Regions from separate parts of the Hordeum vulgare genome. Here region 1 is linked to region 2. The links are chromatin contacts, called in public Hi-C maps. All regions are on one chromosome and are shown on one strand. Each heading gives the region's core, a stretch centred on a gene start, on an enhancer-like site or on the middle of the called end of the contact. The rest is flanking DNA. Distances are from core to core; before and after follow the strand shown.

Evidence for each region. Hi-C and Micro-C count contacts between places; a contact is called where the count stands out from the background.
Region 1: a Hi-C map of seedling shows a contact between it and region 2, with 2.5 times the contacts expected there. The contact joins the promoter of LOC123401575 here to the enhancer-like site in region 2. A contact is called at or near these places in 2 of 6 Hi-C or Micro-C datasets (leaf and seedling).

What each region holds. Positions count from the first base shown.
Region 1 is chr6H:467,331,047-467,337,537 of MorexV3_pseudomolecules_assembly, reverse strand. LOC123401575 (protein MIZU-KUSSEI 1-like) reads right to left here and starts at 4,644. Exons shown (of 2, transcript XM_045095404.1): 1 at 3,948-4,644; 2 at 3,329-3,873. The coding sequence starts at 4,488. The coding sequence ends at 3,563. LOC123401574 (calpain-type cysteine protease ADL1) reads right to left here. Exons shown (of 32, transcript XM_045095403.1): 32 at 6,404-6,491.
Region 2 is chr6H:466,945,031-466,951,665 of MorexV3_pseudomolecules_assembly, reverse strand. No RefSeq gene overlaps it. Among protein-coding and RNA genes, the nearest start is that of LOC123402581, 150 kb to the right of the region's middle. Within about 2 kb of position 5,240, at least 3 of the 3 cell types and tissues checked have open chromatin away from gene starts, as enhancers often do. A contact at or near this core is called in leaf and seedling, where this site is marked.

The DNA of each region.
Region 1 (6,491 bases), core at 3,395-5,894, 390 kb before region 2:
GCAATTCCGCCCTCACATTTTTTGATGATAGTTTTAGTTATCCGAGGATGGCAACTTTAGTTGTAAAGCATGACAACTTCTATGTTTCGATGACAAGTTTCATTTTTGGGGTTTCGTTCTTTTCTCAGATGGAAATTTTAGTTGTAGAAACGTGAGGACAGTGTTACTTCATGCCACACGTGTGGCACTTATCATTCTGGTTAACTAAAATTGTCATGTCTAATTAACGGTAGTTGGTACGTGTGATTAAAACATAGTTGACATGTATGGTCATCTACAGTTGTCATGTGTGATTAACTAGTTGTCACGTGTGATCAAGCAATAGTTGTCATGTATGGACAACCATAGTTGCCATGTATGGACAACCATAGTTGCCATGTGTGATTAACTAGTTGCCACATATGATCAAACCATAGTTGTCATGTGTGATTAACTAGTTGCCACGTATGGTCAAATCATAGTTATCATGTATGGTCAACCATAGTTGCCTTGTGTGCTGAACTAGTTGCCATATATGCACAACTATAGTTGCCATATATGCACAACTATAGTTGCCATCTATCATCGTGCGAGCGTCGTGTGGGCGAAGAGGAGTTCACCCGCACGACAACATGATCATCCGTGTGCTAATGGACTAGATGGTGTCCGTGTGAGTGAGTAGCGGTTCACCCACACGGCGAAGCTAGCAACCGCGCTCTGCGATTCGTGCAAGGCCGTTTGGGCGAGCTCTCTAACCCCCACACGGCACATTACGTCTACGTGGCACTGAAATTTCGACGGATTGCTCCAAGATTCGTGCAATGTAGAACCAAGGACGATTAGGGCGTTTGGACCAAGTGTTGAAATGCCACACGTGTGGGCGTTATCATTTGGGTTTTCTTTTGCTTCTTGTTTCCTCTCTTTGTGTGTGGTTATTTTGTTGGAAAACGTTTCTTCCTGGTTGACCCGCCGAGTTTCGCGTCGGTGGCGCATGACTCTTTAGATCCCTCCTCATCCAAAGCTCCACCATGCGCCACGTCTCCCCCCCCCCCTCAAGTTGCTTTCCATGTTTTTGCTACAAATGTTGCTCGGAGAGGGACAACTTACATTTTGCATTCAATGAGAGAGACGACAAGGGTCGGTGGCTTTTGGTGACCGGAGGGTGATGGCCCTAGTGGCGCTTGGGGATCAGGAGCGGCGTCCCCGGGGTGGAGCTCGGTTCCCCAATGACTAATGGTTCCCCCGGAAGATAACTGCACACGCCCGTGTGTTTCCCCTGTTATGTTGGAAATATGCCCTAGAGGTAATAATAAAATAGTTATTATTATATTTCCTTGTTCAAGATAATCGTTTATTATCCATGCTAAAATTGTATTGAATGGAAACTCAAGTACGTGTGTGGATACATAGACAACACACTGTCCCTAGAAGTCTCTAGTTGACTAGCTTGTTGATCAAAGATGGTTAAGGTTTTCTAGACATAGACAAGTGTTGTCATGCGATCACATCATTAGGAGAATGATGTAATGGACAAGACCCAAACTGTGAACGTAGCATGTGATCATGTCGTTTTATTGCTACTGTTTTTCTGCATGTCAAGTATATGTTCCTATGACCATCAGATCATGTAACTCACTCACACCAGAAGAATACCTTGTGTGTGTCAAATGTCGCAATGTAACTAGGTGACTATAAAGGTGCTCTACAGGTATCTCCGAAGGTGTCTATTGAGTTAGCATGGATCAAGACTGGGATTTTTCACTCCATATGACGGAGAGGTATCTCGGGACCCACTCGGTAATACAACGTCACAACAAGCCTTGCAAGCAATGTGACTAAAGAGTTAGCCAGAAGATTTTGTATTACGGAACGAGTAAAGAGACTTGCCGGTAACGATATTCAAATAGGTATAGAGATACCGACGATTGAATCTCGGGCAAGTAACATACAGAAGGACAAAGGGAATATTATACGGGATTAACTCAATCCTTGACATAGAGGTTCAACCGATTAAGATCTTCATAGAATATGTAGGATCCAATATGGACATCCAGGTCCCGGTATTGGATATTGACCGGAGAGTGTCTCGATCATGTCTACAAAGTTCTCGAACCCGCAGGGTCTGCACACTTAAGGTTCGTTGACGTTTTGATATGGTTGAATTATGTATGTTGGTAAATGTTGGGGATATTATCCACCATATGACCACCCTGGAAAGCCGGGTCAAGGTGATGGCGGCTCAACATTCATACTCAATATGGGCCTTGACCCACGAAACGGAAGGCGCAAGGTCGTTTACCAATGAGAGTTGGTGGTGGCCTAAGACACGAAGATGGCAACTCATGGACCATAAGGAGAAGGTCGCCAGGAGTTTCCTTGCTTAGGGCACAAGGCGATTTAGAGATATGACAGGTCACGAATCATAACGTGATCCGGACTCTTGTAAACCTAGCGTCTCGACCTGTATATAAAGGCGGGTCTCTAGGGTTGGTAGACTTAAGTTACAATCAATCGAGAGCTAGGTCAAGCAAAATACGCACCTTTGTAATCGATTCCACCATCAATATACACAAAGCAGGACGTAGGCTATTACCTCGATCAGAGGGGCTGAACCTGGGTAAACCCGACTCTCGCTTCCGCTTAACCCCTTTGAGTCGCCACCAAGATGTGATGGCTCCATCACTAAGTCCTTTCACGAGGACATCTGTTGTGACAAAACCATGATAGTAACCGAATGTTGTTCGGAGTCTCGGATGAGATCCCGGACGTCACGAGGAGTTCCGGAATGGTCCGGAGACGAAGATTGATATATAGGAAGGGTGCATTTGGCTTCCGGAAAGATTTTGAGCATTACCCGTAAAGTACCGGGAGTGACGAATGGGTTCCGAGGTTCCACCGGGAGGGGCCACCCACCCGGAGAGGGACAAAAATAGGCCTAAGGGTGGCGCACCAACCCCTGGTGGCGACCACGGCGGTGACCACGACGGCAACACCAAAGACGACGCCCAGCCCGAACACAGAAACCACGCCAAGGACGAGCCCGACACCGGACAGTCTCGTGGCAGAAGAGCCGCACTATGTTGAGCCGGCCGCTTGATTCGTTTCATGTCTACTACCCCTTCATTTTGACCGCCGTACTATTGGGTGTGTTTGATCGCCGAACTATGGCATACTGATCGTCGACTTATGACGTGATGATTGCTGAACTAGTGGCGTCTTTTTGGTAGCGGGAAAGATAAATTTGAATTAGTTGGCATGCGTGGGCCGAAATCTGGGACGCGGCTGTAAACTCGTTCGCCCCGGGACGAAAAAAGCGTCGACGCAAACGCCAAAAGGGATTCGTCGGGTGTGCTGGGGCCCAAACGGCTGGACTTGCTCCAAGTATATTATATCTAGATGTGAAATAGCAAATTTGTTTGATTAAACACTAGAGTGAGCAATGATGCTATTGTACGTACTACATACTGTACAAGTCGTGCACCAGAATACATGGAACTCAAGAGAATAAAAAACAACCCCAAATTTGCATGCACAAGGACGTATACAAAGTCCACACAGGAAGAATTTTTTGGTGGATCGGCCATCAGACTCTGAGCAAGTAGATGCTGAGCTCGGGTCCTCCGCTGCCGTCGGGGTTCATCATGTAGAACGCCTCCGAGTCCCTCGATCCGACGACCCGCTCGAACTTGGCGCGCATGTACATCAGATCTCCCTCGCCGGCACCGGCGGCACCGTCGTCCGGGAGCACGCCTGCGCCGACGGACACCTGCTCCACGGCGCCCAGCACGCGCCACTCGTCGGCGCCGCACTCGCGGTGCACCGCGTAGCCGCACTTGAGCCCGTTGCAGTACGCGCGCCACGTCGGCTCCTCCAGCAGCGGCCGCCGCTTCTCCCCTGCACGTGTCTGCGGGTTAGTCCGTAGCTTTGGCGCTCGAGCTGCTCTCGCTGTGGTTGGCAGGCGTACGTACCTGCGTTGAGCGGCGGCTTCTCGCACTCTAGCGCGAGGCGCACGAGGCCCGAGGACATCTCCCTGACGAGCGCGCCGGTGGAGTAGGCGGCCATCTCCACCAGCAGCACCGGCGCCGATCGCGGGTCCGTCTGCAGCGCCACGTGCACGCGACCCCTCCTCCGGCCGAATATGGTGCCCGTGACGCACGACCCGAGCTGCCGGCGCCGGCGCCGGTGCGTGATCGCCGCCAGGAACACCGACCGAAGCCGCGCCAGCGCGTCCGCGCGCTTCTTCCTGGACGACGACGAGGAGGACTGGGACTGCTCGTCGATGGAAGACGAGTGCGCGGAGGACAGAGCGGCTGCCCCCGCCTCCTCCTCGTCCCCCTCGTCCTCCGCTTCCCGGCCGCTCGGCCCGCTGCGCAGCGACGCCTTGCTCGAGCGCTTCTTGAGCAGCCAAGTGAAGCTGCCGCTGCCACCGCCGCCGCTCGCGGTGGTGGCGCTCCTGGAGCTGGAAGAGGGGAGGGGCAGCGGGGAAGCCGCGCGAAAGGCTCGCGCCATGATGGGCAGCGCCGGCACTCTCTCTGCCTTTCTTTGCCGCGCCCGTCCGTGCGTGCGCGACGATAATGATTCGTGGCCGCTGGGTGGAGTATTTGATGGGGTTTTAGTGGCAAAGCCGCCTGCTTTAAGGTGGTTTGCAATTGGCAGGTGCAGGTGGAGGCACGCTTTTGGCAAAAGCGGCGAGCGCTGGGAACACCCTGCCCGGCGCGGCGTAAATACCAGCACGAGAGGTGGAGACTGAATGACCGGCGCGATGAGATTAACACGGCCGCCTGACGGACCGACCGGCCGGCCGAGCAACCGAACGGGCAGGCAGGGCACGTACGGGTACGGCGGATGGGAGAGGGCACAGGCCACAGGGTGTGTCGACGTTCCATGGTTGACGCCGATAGGTGACGTGATACCGGGGCTCGGCGTCAGTAAAAGTTCTCCGTGGCACCTTTTTCCTTTCTGGCCTGGTAATCATCGCTGCTGCCTACACTCGTGCACCTTACCCAAATGGGGCGACGGTAGTGCACCTCCAATACGATCCCATCAAAACAGACATGCTAAACGTCCACAGAGATCGAATCAACCTATAATTAGATGGTTAAAGCAGGTCGATCCAAACGGACGGTGATTTTATCCGTTTTTCGTCCGTGTGAGTCGTCCTTCGGCTTTGTATCCGTCCGGTCTATGATTTAGGTCGGCCGCACGTCCTACGGATCGACCCATGTTTATTCGCGTGGTCGGTTAGCCGATTTTTGATAAATACAAATATTTAACGGCAGACGAAATGAATCATCCGGTTGAAGTTGCTTTTAGAGGGACATTGGTACCTTCAGCTCATTAGGATTTAAGTTACAGGGCTCGTATTATTTTTGAATTTATTTAGGATTTTCAGCGATGCATATTTAATGAAAGGAGACGATGACGAGACGCCTACGGTGACTTCGTAAATCTCAAGGTGACATGTCGGCTTTAGGGCCGAATCCAGCGTATAAGCCATGGGGGCAGCTGCCCCCACTAAATTTTCGGCACCCTTTAAATATGCCAAGCTAGATGGTGATTTGCCCCCACTTAGCAAAGAAAAAAATTCTCCATCTTTATCCCCTCTAAAATTTAATCTTGGGTCCGCCCCTGGTCGGCTCAATCTTTCAAATGTGTACATAAGAATAGCATGTGCATGTGTATGTTCATGTGGATGAGTATATGCATTGTTTATATAAACGATTACGTTTGTGTTAAAAAAAAGTCCACAAAAAATGCTAGCGAAGCCGTCAACATTTTAAATGGATAATTAAACAGGCGGATGATATTTATGGAAAGCAAAGAAAATTTAAGCAATTTCATTACTCCTTTCCTTCCATAATTATTTTCGTAGTTTTAGTTCAAATTATGGAATGAAGAGAGTACATGCAAACTAGATGAGCTCAGCTGGAATTTAAAAAAGACGTGAGGTATCAGACAGTTTTATCCGTTGGGACACGCCGTAGATCGACCGTGCCAACCAAAGTAGCGCAGCTGCTACCAGGACACCACTAGCGCGTGAGTAAAACCGCTGCTTGCACGTGTACGTGCCAACTACGGACGTTTTGCTTCCCGCATGCATACGCAGCTCAGGCTATGGCCACCGGCTCAGGTGGCGGTCCCCCAGAAGCACCCACCTCTACGGCGCCGTATTATTGCATGCCGGCCACTGCCCAGATTGGCGTAAAGACGAGGAGCACTTCAAAGGGTTTGAGTTCAAGACAATGTGCGTGCTCTGCCCAGCTGCGCATGATCCACACCGTCCAGCCTCCATTGATAAATTCTGAAATCTATATAGCACAGTAATACTGCTTGTGTAGGAATCCATTTGGTCAGGGGAACAGAATCCTTTGTCATTATCACAATGGCTGAGTGACGAGCACAGGAACAAAGGCTTCACATCATATACCAAAAAATCGCTTCCTTTCAATGAGATCAGATTTCGGTTACATACAGGCAATCAATGAAAACAACTATGGCCAGACTACCTCAGG
Region 2 (6,635 bases), core at 3,991-6,490:
GGGCTCCGCCCGAGCTCCTCAGAAATCTTATCTAGAGGTAAAACTATGTGGTATAAGTTTGAGTTGCACGTGGCAAAGTTGTGTCTCAAATCAGCCCTAAACCACCAATATATATAGGAGGGAGGGGGAGGGCTATCCTTGAGGCACAAGGCCTCAAGGGTGCACCGTCCAAGGGAGGAGGAGGACTCCTCCTCCAATTCGATTTCGGAAGGAGGAGTCCTTCTCTTCCTTGCCACCTCCCTCTTTCCCTTTTTCTTTTATTTTCTTTTGGTATTTTCTTATGTGGCGCCATGGGACCCTTGGGCTGACTCCACCAGACTACTAAGGACTTGTGGCGCCACCCTAGTGCCTTGGGCTCACTCCCCGGTGGGTGGGCCCCTCCCGGTGAACTCCCGGAACCCATTCATCACTCCTGGTACACTACCGGAATTGCCCGAAACTTTCCGGTGACCAAATGAAACCATCCTATATATCAATCTTCGTTTTCGGACCATTCCGGAAACCCCCGTGACATCCATGATACCATCCGGGACTCTGAACAACATTCTGTAACCACACATATAACTCAACTATACTAAAACATCATCGAACCTTAAGTGTGCAGACCCTGCGGGTTCGAGAACTATGTAGACATGCCCCGAGGCACTCCTCGGTCAATATACAATAGTGGGACCTGGATGCCCATATTGGATCCTACATATTCTCCGAAGATCTTATCGGTTGAACCTGAGTGTCAAGGATTCATATAATCTCGTATGTCATTCCCTTTGTCCTTCGGTATGTTACTTTCCCAAGATTCGATCGTCGGTATCCGCATACCTATTTCAATCTCGTTACCGGCAAGTCTCTTTACTCGTTCCGTAATACAAGATCCCGTGACTTACACTTAGTCACATTGCTTGCAAGGCTTGTGTGTGATGTTGTATTACCGAGTGGGCCCCGAGATACCTCTCCGTCACACGGAGTGATAAATTCCAGTTTTGATCCATACTAACTCAACGGACACCTTCGGAGATACCTGTAGAGCACCTTTATAGTCACCCAGTTACGTTACGACGTTTGATACACACAAGGTATTCCTCCGGTGCCAGTGAGTGATATGATCTCATGGTCATAGGAACAAATACTTGACACGCAGAAAACAATAGCAATAAAACGACATGATCAATATGCTACGTTCATAGTTTGGGTCTAGTCCATCGCATGATTCTCCTAATGATGTGATCCCGTTATCAAGCGATAACACTTGTCTATGGTCAGGAAACCTTGACCATCTTTGGTCAACGAGCTAGTTAACTAGAGGCTTACTAGGGACAGTGTTTTGTCTATCTATCCACACATGTATCTACGTTTCCTATCAATACAATTATAGCATGGATAATAAACAATTATCAAGAACAAAGAAATATAATAATAACTAATTTATTATTGCCTCTAGGGCATATTTCCAACACCCTATGGGTTCGAGAACATGTAGAAATGACAGACACTCCTCTCCGAGCAATAACCAATAACGGGACCTGGATGCCCATATTTACTCACATATATTCAACGAAGATCATTATCGGTTTGATCAACTATGTTGAGGATTCAGTTAACTCCGTATACATTTCCGTTTGTCTGGCGATTTGTTACCTGGCCGAGATTCTATTGCTGGTATCTCTATATCTAGTTCGATCTCGTTATCGACAAGTCTCTTTACTCGTTCATCGCTCCATAATACAATATCCTATGACTAAACTTATTAGTCACATGCTTGCAAGCTACTATGGATATCGTGTTACCGATAGGGCCCAGAGATATCTCACCGTCATACGGAGTGACAAATTCTAGTCTCGATCCATGCAACCCAACAAACACTTTCCGTAATACCTGTTGGAGCATCTTTATGATAACCCAGTTATGAAGTGATGTTTGGATACATACTAAATATAGTTTTGGTGACTAGGAGTCGTACTATCTCATTGTCTACGGAACCGATACTTGACATGAACAAAATTGTATCAATTAAACTAAGTGATACGATAATATGCTAAGCTTATGGTTGAGTGTGTCCATCACAACATTCTCCTACTAATGTGATCTCATCATCAAACAATAACTCATGTCTATGGTTAGAAAACCGTAACCATCTTTCGTTAACAAGTTAGTATAGTAGAGGCTTACTAGGGACACGATATTCGTTTATGTATCCACACATGTATTTAATTTCTGGTTAATATAATTTTAGCATGGATAATAAACATTTATCATGAACAAGGAAATATGGTAATAAAATTTTATTATTGCCTCTAGTGCATATTTAGAACACCAATACAAAAGCAAAGTTTTACTCAAACAAGTTGTTGTATCAGTTAACTTCTCATTAACACTTGGAGCCGGGCTATAACCAGAACCCTAATCACCTCTTCTTTTCTCAATTTTGTTCAAGTTTGGTACATCTGTATATAACTAATCACCGAACTTCAATTCCCTTGTTGTGTAAACACCCAATCCACACTCCTTATACTCATGTCCCACTTTACCACAATGCTTACAAAAACGTGCAGGTTTCTCATATCTCACAACATACACATGCCTCCTCTCCTTTCCTTTAATCATACTGAAGTGCTTTGTAAGAGATTCTCTAACATCATGTTTCATTCTAATCCTCACATAATCTCCTCTGGAATTTCCTCAAAGCCTAAACTTAAAGATCTCACCAGCCTTGTGAATCAATATTTCCACAACATCCTTAATGCAATACCCATTTGGAGGTTTGTGTATGTGCAAAGAAATATGCATATGAACGAACTGAACATCCTCTTCCATGCTGAATCCATCATATTAGTGAAGTAGTACAACCCAAAATCTGAATAGCCATGGCCCTCTGGAACATGATCTGCTCCCAATCGCCATGGCATGAAGCCTGCACCACGAACAGATTGACACCAACCGACATGAATCTCATTGGCTGCTCCGGATTCCAAGCTACCCGCATGTCCTTGAAGAACGCCGACTGGCTGAAGGTCTTGTTAGTATGCACCCGAGCAAGAGCCATCCAGCGTACGCGGTCCTTGATCTCTAAAATTTCGTTTTCAACCACCAGATAATCGAACACCACATCATCTAGGTCAAGTTGCCCGAAGAAATCATCTAGGTCCTTAGTTTTGCCACCTCGAGACCCACCACTCGTCATCGAGCATGTGTTCGTAGGGGCCACCATCGTAGCTTCCGTCGTGCAAAAGCCTTGCAGATCGCGGGAGAGAAGGTAGGACTCATCGGAGATTGGGAACACCAAGAGGAGACAAAACCCTGTCCAGCCACGTAGGGGCGTACGACTCAAACTTCACCTTTTCAATAGTGCTATATAGATATGGGAAATGATTTTTATCAGCCGACCGATCCAAAGCGGGGTGTCCGCCACCTCCTTTGCTTGACACGGAGCCTGGTTGACCCTCATTCACCTTTTGCAACAATGATGTTGTTGCGCAATGGTGACAACACATGATGACTGCGCACTTGCGTGACACGGCCCCAAGATGTGTCGTAATTTTTACAACATGTGTCTTGTTGCAGAAAAATAGATGCGGCGGAGATATTGTTGTAATTTTTGGGATGAGGATTTTGTTGCAAAAAATAGATAAAAAGAGGTTACGCAAGATAGGTCTTGTTGCGGGAAATTATAGAAGAAAAAGTTTTACAACAAAAAACTTGTTGCAGAAATTAGATATTTTTTAAATAAAAACATTGTTGCAAGAAGAGAGATATGCACAACTCTTATCAACGATTTGGATGGCTCGTGTGATGATGGATCTTATAAAAAGATCCGTCGACCCACGTGTAGTACGCCCCTATAGATATAGATATAGAAGTAAAGATAAGTGTGCCAAGAATGTCACTCTCACCTGGCTGCGTCCCTTTAGTTGCTGCCAAGTTACCTCCAACCATCCTTTTGCTTATTTTAGCTCGGCATTTACACATTCCATTTCGGAGGTGCTTTCCTACGTGAAGAAGCTACGTGAAAGGGACACTACTGAACGCCGTGACTGTGATGATTGCTCTAATTGGCTTTGGCCAACATGGAAGATTGGCAAGATATGGTAATATTTGGTTTGGTTGGTGGTAGTGGCAGCGGTAGTTCGTGGACGATCCTCCCATCCATGTGGTGGGTGGAGTACATTCTTTATTGTGATCGCCAAACCACGCACACCTAACATTCCGGCGCGATTGGTTCGTAGAACTCGCCGATCCCAAACGTTGCAACAAGTTTGGTTTCCGCGGCGCAAAACAAGGGCCGGCGGTGAGTTTAACAAGGGAATATTGGTCATCAGAAGTGCATTATTATTTTGATCAACCCGAGTACAAAGGAACGAGGGCATGATGCAAATCTAAAAATATAATTCTCCATGGCTTGAAGAACACAAGGATCCAGATAAGATATGCTATCGTGCAGTATAGTGGCGTACATACACTAACGCACTCGGATCACTACTACTCTACTGCTGCTAACTCGAACCTGGAAGGAGCGGGAACACGCCGGCAGGAACTTGATGGCCGGCAGCTTAACGAACACTTCATGGCTCCGGCAGCGGCAGCGCGGCAGGCACCTCCTCCATGGGCGGCGGCTTCGCCCCGTGCCTGACGATCCGGGGAGGCGGCCTCCACCAGCGCCAGCGCCGCCACAGCCTCGCGCAGTCGTACGCCTCGTCGGGCCCCTCGGCCTGCGCCCGGCACACGCGGCCGAAGACGCAGGACACCGCGGTGAGCACCAGGACCGCCGCGAGCACGCCGAAGAACGTGCCGATGGAGCCCCCGCCCTCCCGAGGCGCCCCCGGCACGGCGCCCGCCGCGGAGCCCTGGTAGTAGCCCGGCAGCGCGGGCGGCGTGATGAACATCGCTGGAGACGGCATCCACGGGGGCGGTGGCGCCGCGAAGGTGCCGGTGTCCGCCATCCCTGTCGCATCCAGGTGAGTCCAGAGCGCGATACAATACAACAGTGGCGAGTGGAGCTGAGCTTAGTCAGCTAGCGTCCGTCTGTGCCCGTGGCCCGCACGGACGTAGGACGAGCGGAAGCATGTGAGGCGGTACCGCGATAACTAAGAGGTCGGCCAAAGCGTCAGCCGCTTTGCAACGCGGCGATGTGTCGAAGGACCAGAGGATGTAGTCTCATCTCAATTCTCATGCAGGTGCAGTAAAGCTGGGGAAGAAGGGTGGGTGGGGGGACGTGTGGAGGGTGGCTTTTGCGTGGATCCATCGAGTGGCGAGCGGCGAGCGGCGAGCGGCATGGAAAGGCGGCAAAGTGTGTGCGATGGTTGTTGGTAGTCACCCCCCATGTTACGTCGTGCTCATGTGTGTAGCATCTGGATAGGAAAAGGAAAAAGAAGGGAGAGAGGGATATACGCGGACGACGGAAACACTGAACAAAGACTCTTTTGATATATATATATACTGCTCGGGTGCACAACGAAAGGGACTTTGAGAGAAGAAGATCCAAGAAGTGAAAAAGCAACGTGGGATGAGCTTTTATGAGCACTGTGATTGTACCTTGTAGTATGCATCATCTGTTTGTTTATTTTGACTTTACTTGTGGAGGTTGTGATGCATCGGATGGATAAATAAAAAGTTGCCCCCTCGGTTCACAAATATAAGGCCATGTTTGTTTCATAAGTCCTAGGACTTTTTTAAGTCTCAACTTATAAGTCATAAGTCCCTACATGTTTGTTTACAGGGACTTATAAGTCCCGAGTCCCTACCTGTTTGTTTACAGGGACGACTTATAAGTCCATGTTGCACCTAATAATACACTTGTTCATATGGATTGTCATCAGCCAACGCGTACGACACATAGGATAAGCACCGCTGCAACGAGGCTCAGGAGATGGCCTGTCCGGCGATTGGAGGCACCGCTGCAACGAACCGAGGCAGAACGAACCGAGGCGGGACGGCGACGGGGCGGCGAACCGAGGCAGAACGAACCGAGGCGGGGCGCGACGGGGCGAGAGGCGGGGCGGCGACGGGGCGGCGACGGACGAGAGGCGGGACGGCGACGGGGCGGCGAACCGAGGCAGAACGAACCGAGGCGGGGCGGCGACGGGGCGAGAGGCGGGGCGGCGACGGGGCGGCGACGGGCGAGAGGCGGGGCGAGAGGCGGGACGGCGACGGGGCGGCGAACCGAGGCAGAGCGAACCGAGGCGGGGCGACGACGGGGCGAGAGGCGGGGCGGCGACGGGGCGGCGACGGGCGAGGGGCGGGGCGGCGACGGGGCGAGAGGCGGGGCGGTGGCGACGATTGGACCGAGAGGCGGGGCGGCGTGCGGGGAACGAGCCTGGAGCGACGCGGGGTAGGTCCGGCCCGGGATAAGTCCCAATAAGCTCCTCCCTGAGAGTCTTATTTGATAAGTCCCAAATCACCACAATAAGTCCCTTGTGTTTGGTTTAGGTGGGACTTATAGGGACTTTTTTAAGTCCCTAAACCAATAAGTCCCTAGAAACAAACACCCTCTAAGATGTTCCCTTTTTTGTCAATCGGATGTACTCCCTCCGTCTCAAAATAAGTGACTCAAAAATAACTCAGTTTTGTACTAACTTTAGTATAAAGCGAAGTCATTTTTGAGTTACTTATTTTAAGATGGAGGGAATATATTAGACACAATT